Regions from separate parts of the Cricetulus griseus genome. Here region 2 is linked to region 1. The links are chromatin contacts, called in public Hi-C maps. All regions are on one chromosome and are shown on one strand. The core of a region is the stretch at or near the end of the contact, and the rest is flanking DNA. Distances in the headings are between cores, read along the strand shown.

Evidence for each region. Hi-C and Micro-C count contacts between places; a contact is called where the count stands out from the background.
Region 2: a contact with region 1 is called in a Hi-C map of the CHO-K1 cell line, with 4 times the contacts expected there. The contact joins two enhancer-like sites. A contact is called at or near these places in 2 of 8 Hi-C or Micro-C datasets (both in the CHO-K1 cell line).

The regions. Positions count from the first base shown.
Region 1 is chr3:18,900,978-18,904,240 of CriGri-PICRH-1.0, reverse strand. No RefSeq gene overlaps it. Among named protein-coding and RNA genes, the nearest start is that of Loxl4, 43 kb to the left of the region's middle. Within about 2 kb of position 1,275, at least 2 of the 6 cell types and tissues checked have open chromatin away from gene starts, as enhancers often do. A contact at or near this core is called in the CHO-K1 cell line, where this site is marked.
Region 2 is chr3:19,019,969-19,023,680 of CriGri-PICRH-1.0, reverse strand. All of the region lies in intron 2 of R3hcc1l (coiled-coil domain-containing protein R3HCC1L), which reads left to right. Among named protein-coding and RNA genes, the nearest start is that of R3hcc1l, 25 kb to the left of the region's middle. Within about 2 kb of position 2,005, at least 1 of the 6 cell types and tissues checked has open chromatin away from gene starts, as enhancers often do. A contact at or near this core is called in the CHO-K1 cell line, where this site is marked.

The DNA of each region.
Region 1 (3,263 bases), core at 26-2,525:
AGGCCACTTCGGTTAGAAGAAGGCGGAACATACCCTGGTCGTAGGGCTGGGCTAGAAACAAGCTGAATCTCCAGATAGGAGGTCACATCCAGCTATCCCTTGTGGGGTACCAAGACTGGGTGAGCAGAATCAGAGAAAAACCTTATTATGTAGAGTAACTGAGGCCACAGTGCCTGAGCTATGGGATTGTTATGAGTGTTTGCCTGGCTTCTACTGGTAGAGTTCGATTTAAATCTCCCAGGCATTGTTGATTGGCCTGTGCCCTTTTTCAAAGGACCTGCTGGTGGGGTACACCTTGACTGAAATTGTAGGGGTGATCCTGGTCCCATCTTGTGTGTGGTGACTTTATGCCTGCTCCAAATTATGCAGTGGGAGAAGACCACCAGCCAACCCTCAACAAGGCAGAAATCAGGATCCCGACGGGCTTCAGGATCTGTCCTCCCTTACTGATCATCTCCCAGAGCCTGGGAATCTGGAAGCAGAGCCCAAGGTCTCATGCTCCTTGACAGAATCATGCTACCCACAGTGTAAGAATGCCTTGCTTGGGTGTGGCTCCTGAGTCCCTGGTTGGTTCTTGTTCAGGTTTGTCTCTCTCTGAGTGGGATGCATAGGAGGGACATGTCATGTGAGCTACTCTTCAAACCGAAGCACTTCTGAGAGCAGAATGGAGTTGTGTTTCTAAATACAAGGGACAACAGATGTGAGCAAGACAGATTGGAGTATTGTCCCTTGAATTCTAAGCCATGGCTGAAGACTGCAGATAGGGGCCAGGACTCAGCTGTTGTCACCTGCAGGGCCCTCCCAAGCCCCAGGCTGGGTGCAGTTGCAGGAGCAGCAACAGTAACTGCACACAGACCACAGTGTGAGCCCTTCCCATGGGGAGTCCATGTGCCACACCAGATGCCCAGACACACTCCTGGGCTTCTGCCCAGGAACAACACTAGCCATCTCTGGATGGCAGAGTGGTTGTGTGTGGTCTACAAAGTTCTGTGACCTTCTTCTGCTCATTTGTTCTTTCTGATATTTTCAAGAGGAAGGCATCAAGACACCCATTGCATAGACAAGGAAACTGAGGCCCAGAAACAAGAATCTGTCCCAAATCCCACATCTACCAGGTGACTGAGTGGGTCATCTGAGCTGATTCAGGCCTTCATCTCACTTCTCCAGCATCCCCTACTTCCTGTGGGCCAGAGACTCAGGCTGAAGCCTGAGTTGAGCTCGGGGAATGGAAGTGGACTCGGGTGATGAGGATTATGAATTATTTGCTGAAACCTCAGGGTGAGTAAGAGGCACGCTGTGGTTATGACTCCGTGCAAACACCTTCCCTCAAGGGGAGACCTCATACACTGGGCCAGCAGTGCAAGAGACACATAATTCCAGTCACTGGGGCCAATGTTCTGGAATCTTCCTTGGCATTTACAGTGATGGGCTGGTAAAAGTTTCTATTTCCTTTTCCACATTCTCCAATCCTTTGGGTTCGACTTGTCTCCATTATTTGCCCAGCATCTTTGAAGTGTCACAAGGAAAGGGATTGATACTGAGCAAGCCCCTACTGTGTGTCTAACACACTTTCTCCTGAGATCCTCCATGTGAGTCTAGCAGGTCACAGAACTCAGGTTCCAGATGAGGGACAGTCTGTGATATGTCCAGGTCACTCATTCAGCAAGAAAGAGTCAGGTCTTGGACTGAGTGTGACTGGTGGCTCCCCATCCCCATCAGTGTGAGTTTCATTGGGAATACTCAGCAACACAGCTCAACAGGCGAGCTTGTTCTACAAGCCTGACTGCCTTTGTTTGCCCCATGTAAAAGTAGGAGAAAAACCAGGCTCTACCGAGTTACCCTCTGACCTCCACATTTGTGTTATTGTACCCTACCCCCAACCCATCAATCATAAATGAAGCAAAAAAAAAAAAATAAATGAAGCCAGACACACCTTGGGCTGGAAGATTAAGTCACATTTAATTGAGCCAAAGGTAGAAACTGTCCCAAGAACATGAAGGACCCTTGAGGACCTTAAAATGTACTTTTAGGGTTTCAAGAACAAAGTTCAAGGGCAAACATCCATGAAAGGAATTTTAGCATTAAGTAACATTCAAAAGTTTTTATTGCTACCTTCTTAGAGCCAGATATGTGTAGGTATGGGGAATGCAGTAAGACAGACTCGGAACTCTAGAGATGGGGACATGGCACTTCTGGTGCCGCCTTCCTGCCGCCCTCATGCCACTGTGGTAGAAGAAGAGTTCTCTGATGAAGTTGTCAAGCATAACTGGGAGGCATTGCTTCCAGAGCCTTCTTTTAGAGTTCACTTTTCTGAATTTGTTTGGCAATGGTCTCCCCCCTCAGCACCCTCTTGCCTGCCCCTGGGGAGTGTTTGTTGACATCCTGGGAACAGTCCATGGAGCCCTTTCAGCCTATAGGCAGTTCTGTGGTGAGCGGGTGGCCTGGCAGGCAGAGGAACATGCCCTCTTTTTTCCGGGGACCTTCAGGCTGTGCTGTGGGGGCTGCCGATGCCTCTCTTTGCTCTCTTGGACAGAAAATGTGTTTGCTGCAGCTAGGACCTAACTTGGCTGCTTTCTCAAAACGGGTGTCTTTCCAAATTGGGGGATTACTCAAACCTCTCAGCCTTTGAGCTAGAGGGATCCCTCGGGTCAGCAAACAAGTGTTCAGGCACGTGAGTGCAGCGTGGCTTTCCTAACACGTGCAGGAGCAGCTTCCAGCAGGAGACTGGTGCTGCCTGAATTCTAATCAGAAGAACACACTGGAAAACAACAGAGGAGGGCCCTTTGCCTGCAGCACACAGGCCTGGAGCACAGGACACTGCTGTCCTCTGTGTTGAGCTCTCGATGCCAGGAGCCAGACTCCCAGCGTTCATGTGCAGGGTAAAGAGGAGAAAGTAACTGTTTACAGGACCCAGACTCCAAGCCTGGACCTCATGGCCATGGCCTTTTCTCAGAAGTGACACGTAGCCAGAGCTGTTTACCCAGCAGAGCCAGTGCAAGGAGGCCACTTAGCTTGCCAGGGCTGTGGTAAAATGAAATGCCTGTATGGGTGTGGTGACATTTTTTTTCTAGGTTGGGAAATAGCCTGGCACTGTGACGAAGAGGATGTTCTTTTGTGTCCCATAGTCCTGGCCTGGCCTCAGGTCTGTCACCAGGCTTTCTGAGCCACCAGATCTTCAGTGAGGGATGGACCCCCTGAGCTTGACTTTCATATTGGGTTGTCAAGAGTCTGGGAATCTCTGCAAACTTTACCAAGTAGTCACT
Region 2 (3,712 bases), core at 756-3,255, 120 kb before region 1:
TTTCCTACTCTCAGGGACAGTTCTCCTTGCCATAGTGAGAGAGCATCTCTCTTTTGCCCACACCACTGTAAGACCTACAATGAGGGCTAACTCTCCTGAGCTCCCATCCTCAGCTACTTCACCTCCGTTCCCACCACCAAGGCCAGCTCTACTTTGCTGCCCAAGTGCTCAGAGCCGTGGAGGGCTGTGGCCAGCTCTGCGTAGTCCTTGAACATCAACATGACCCTAAGCGGCAGCCCAGACCAGGGGTATCTACATGGCCATTGGTGGTAACCTGGGTCATGGACATTGGCCCAGACCTCTTGTGCTGCAGGGCCATGGACCCAGACATGACCCTCAGCAGCAGCATGGGCTGGGACATCTCCATGGTTCAGGTGGCAGCCCAGGCTACTCAGATTGGGCTGTTCCTCACCACCATGGCATCTCCTATTGCACTTCTCGTTCTCTACCATTTTTCCACCACATACTTGCTAATTAACCATGGTGATGCCCAAGCTGCCATAACTGGAGGTGGAGGGTGGGCCTTGGTTCTTATTTGGTGTCTCTTACATTCAGCCCACCACTACGAAGTGCTGGAATCTCATTCTGAATTGAAATTGGTCTCCATTGGCTTCTTTATAAGTTACCAGGCCTCTTTTTGGCATGGAGTCAATCCTACTTATTATTATTGTCTCTCAGAAGTTTTCCTCACGAGCCAAACGCTAAGCTCCGTGAAAGCTAGAAACTCATCTGCCATGTTCCCCAATGCCAAGAAGAGGGTTTGGCCCAGCATCAATACTGGTGTCCGCCATCATGTGTCTGATTCCGCCTCTTTCAATAGAGTTCACCACTATGTTTTTCTATCTTTCCTACCTCCCCTTCACGTATTTGTTCTTTGTAGTGGTGTTCTGTGGTCATTTAGAGCAGTGTGGAGAGGTAGGTTGGAAATTCTGGAGTGCAGTAGTAACACTTTCTAGCCACCAGAGGGGGAAGTCAGTCAGTCATCTAATGCTTTGTTTCTGACCAGAATGTGTATCATTCATGAAAATGAAAGGGGCACGTTTCACCCATATCCTTGACCATTTAGGGTGAGTTGTAGGGCCTCTTGCTTTCTGATTCTTCAGTTTCTTGTTTTCTATGTTCTTGATAAAACTGGGACAAATTAAGAGTGTGGAGATTGTCAGGGCTTTATCTGATTTTATTCTCTTAACATAGTTAATGACTCCCCGACAACCAGTGCTCATCTTGGATGGGAAGCACAATAGTAATGTCACCAGGTTTGGGCCTTTGTGGTCACTTCCCTTATTCAAACACACACAGTGTTCACCCCATGGCCTCTCTCCTGTTGAAATGCCAATGGTGAAAATGAAATGTCTCAAGGAAGATAGCAGAGGGAGCATGGCATTTATAAGTAGGTCCCAGCCTCTTATCGATGTTTAATATTTCTGTAGCCATGGGCATACATAATGGGATCTGAGCTGAGCATGGTGGCGCATGCCTTTAATCCCAGCACTCATGAGGCAGAGGCAGGTGGATCTCTGTGTTCGACACTAGCCTGATTTACATATTGAGTTCCAGGCCAGCCAGGGTTACTGCATAGGGAGACCCTGTCTCAAAAATAAAACAAAACAAAATCCTTGATCTTTTCTCAAAAACAAAACAATAAAATCCTTGGACCTTTGGTATCTTTATTTGAAATATTAGGTTGCTTATTTTTAACCTACTTGATCTTTTTGCAGTAGTGCATAATTCTGTAGATATTCTTAATATTTCTGTGAAAGACAATACTGTTCTTAAATAGAACACTATAGCAAAGGAACATATTTTAAATATAGTGCATTGTTTTGGTAAAAAGAGCTGTTGGTGATTTTGAAGGCATAAGTACTGAAGACAGACAGTTGCCACTCTAGTGAGACATCTGCTTACCCCACAAAAAGATAAATAAATGACCTGAGCATAGGTTCAAAGCAGCACCAGTTCAGTCACCAGTTGAAAGACTAGGAGCCAGGTCATCCTGAGTGGGTGCAGGGGGGTTGATGGTGAGTCATTTAGAGATTATTTGGGAATGAATAAACACAGAAAAAGATTTGTGAGCTCTAGGATTCCATATCACAAAGATGATGTCACATTCTATTTTTTCTAGCCATAAAAGTGGAATTAATTTTGATACAGAGTTCAGTTGTATGACTCTTGAGTTTCTGGAGAGCCAAGGGTAACGTGGAAGGAACAAAGGCAGGCATGGACTCTTAAGTAGCCAGATAATTGTACGATGGTTATAAGTCTACAGAACAAATGGATACAGACATGTGCTTGTGAGAGCAAGCAAGGATTAGGATTTAACAATTTGATATGCAAATAAGAGAATAGAGGCTGGACAAGCAGACTAGATACATACAACGTTTTAGAATTCTTTGTAAGACAGGATTTTAATCTGTCCTTGCTTTAATGAGCATTCTTGGTGTTGGTATACTTGGTAGGTCCAAAACTCCACATGTTTGGGGCTATTGATGGCATCACTGACAAACTGTAGGTGGTTTGATGGTTCTAATAGTTTCACACTCCACTGGATACACATATTCACAGATCTGCTCACCACTGCTGCAGAGTTCATTTCCCAGAAATGAACTGGCTAGTAAAAATTTTGGCAAGCGAGTCAGCTTTTCAAGTACTGCTAGGAATAGAGCCCAGCTGTTCCCTTTGGGCTTTGAGCTGTTGGAATTCATTGTGTTAGCAGCTAGAAAGAATCAAACTGTGGCATTTTTAGCCTAGTTCATGACAGCAAAGCAGAGGTGTTAAGATTTCTGTTTTAGAGGTTTATACTGCAAGTAACTTAACCTGATTGTGTGTCTTAATATTACTGGGCTTCTGACCGCTGAAATATGGCTTGGATCGATGGTGGTTTGGAGAAAGTAGAAAGAGGGCTATCCATCATTCAGAGGCTCCATAGAAGCTGGCTGATAATGCTGCTTTCACCAAGCAGCCATCTGTCCATCCATCCATCAGTAGGATGAAATGAGATTTAGCGGAACAGGCAGCCGTAACTCTGAGACACTTTCTAACCAACAATTGTAGCTCTGGCCTGAGTCTGACCACAAAACACAGCACTGGGGTTTGGCGGGATGTGGCGCTAAGGGCAGTCTCCTTCCCGTCACTGCCAGCCTACAGTATTCAACCTTCCTTCCTATACAAAATTTGGTTACACTTGGGATTATGACATATTCTTTCTCTTTGAGCTCCAGATAATTTTTTCAAGTTAAGCTAAGGTTTTTGTGGAGAATATTTTTGCTTAGCACTATAGATAATTCTTCCATGTTCATCATAGTAATGAGTGATGGGGTTAAATTAAATTTAAATAATTTAATTATTTTATTTCATACATTTTTTTTCTTATTAAACTAAAATTTACCCAGAATCTTAGGTAGTGAAAATTCAATTTTCATTTTTATTTCTCCCTGCATTAGTGGTTCTTATATGAAAGGAAGAAAGTATGGGTCAGGGGAATGGGTAACAGATTATAAGCAAGAAGCAGGATGATACCTAAAATGGATAATGAGATTTTGGTAAGTGAAGTCAACTATGTCTTCCTAGTTAAGCTGTGTTTCCAGGGTACCACACCTTCTGAGAGAGCCTCTTGATCAATGTGTGGTACCACACACACTGATTGGTTGCCCATCCTGGTACCTTTGCTAGTCAAAGCCATCTTCCTTGACCATGTCATTGGAGTGGTCATTTC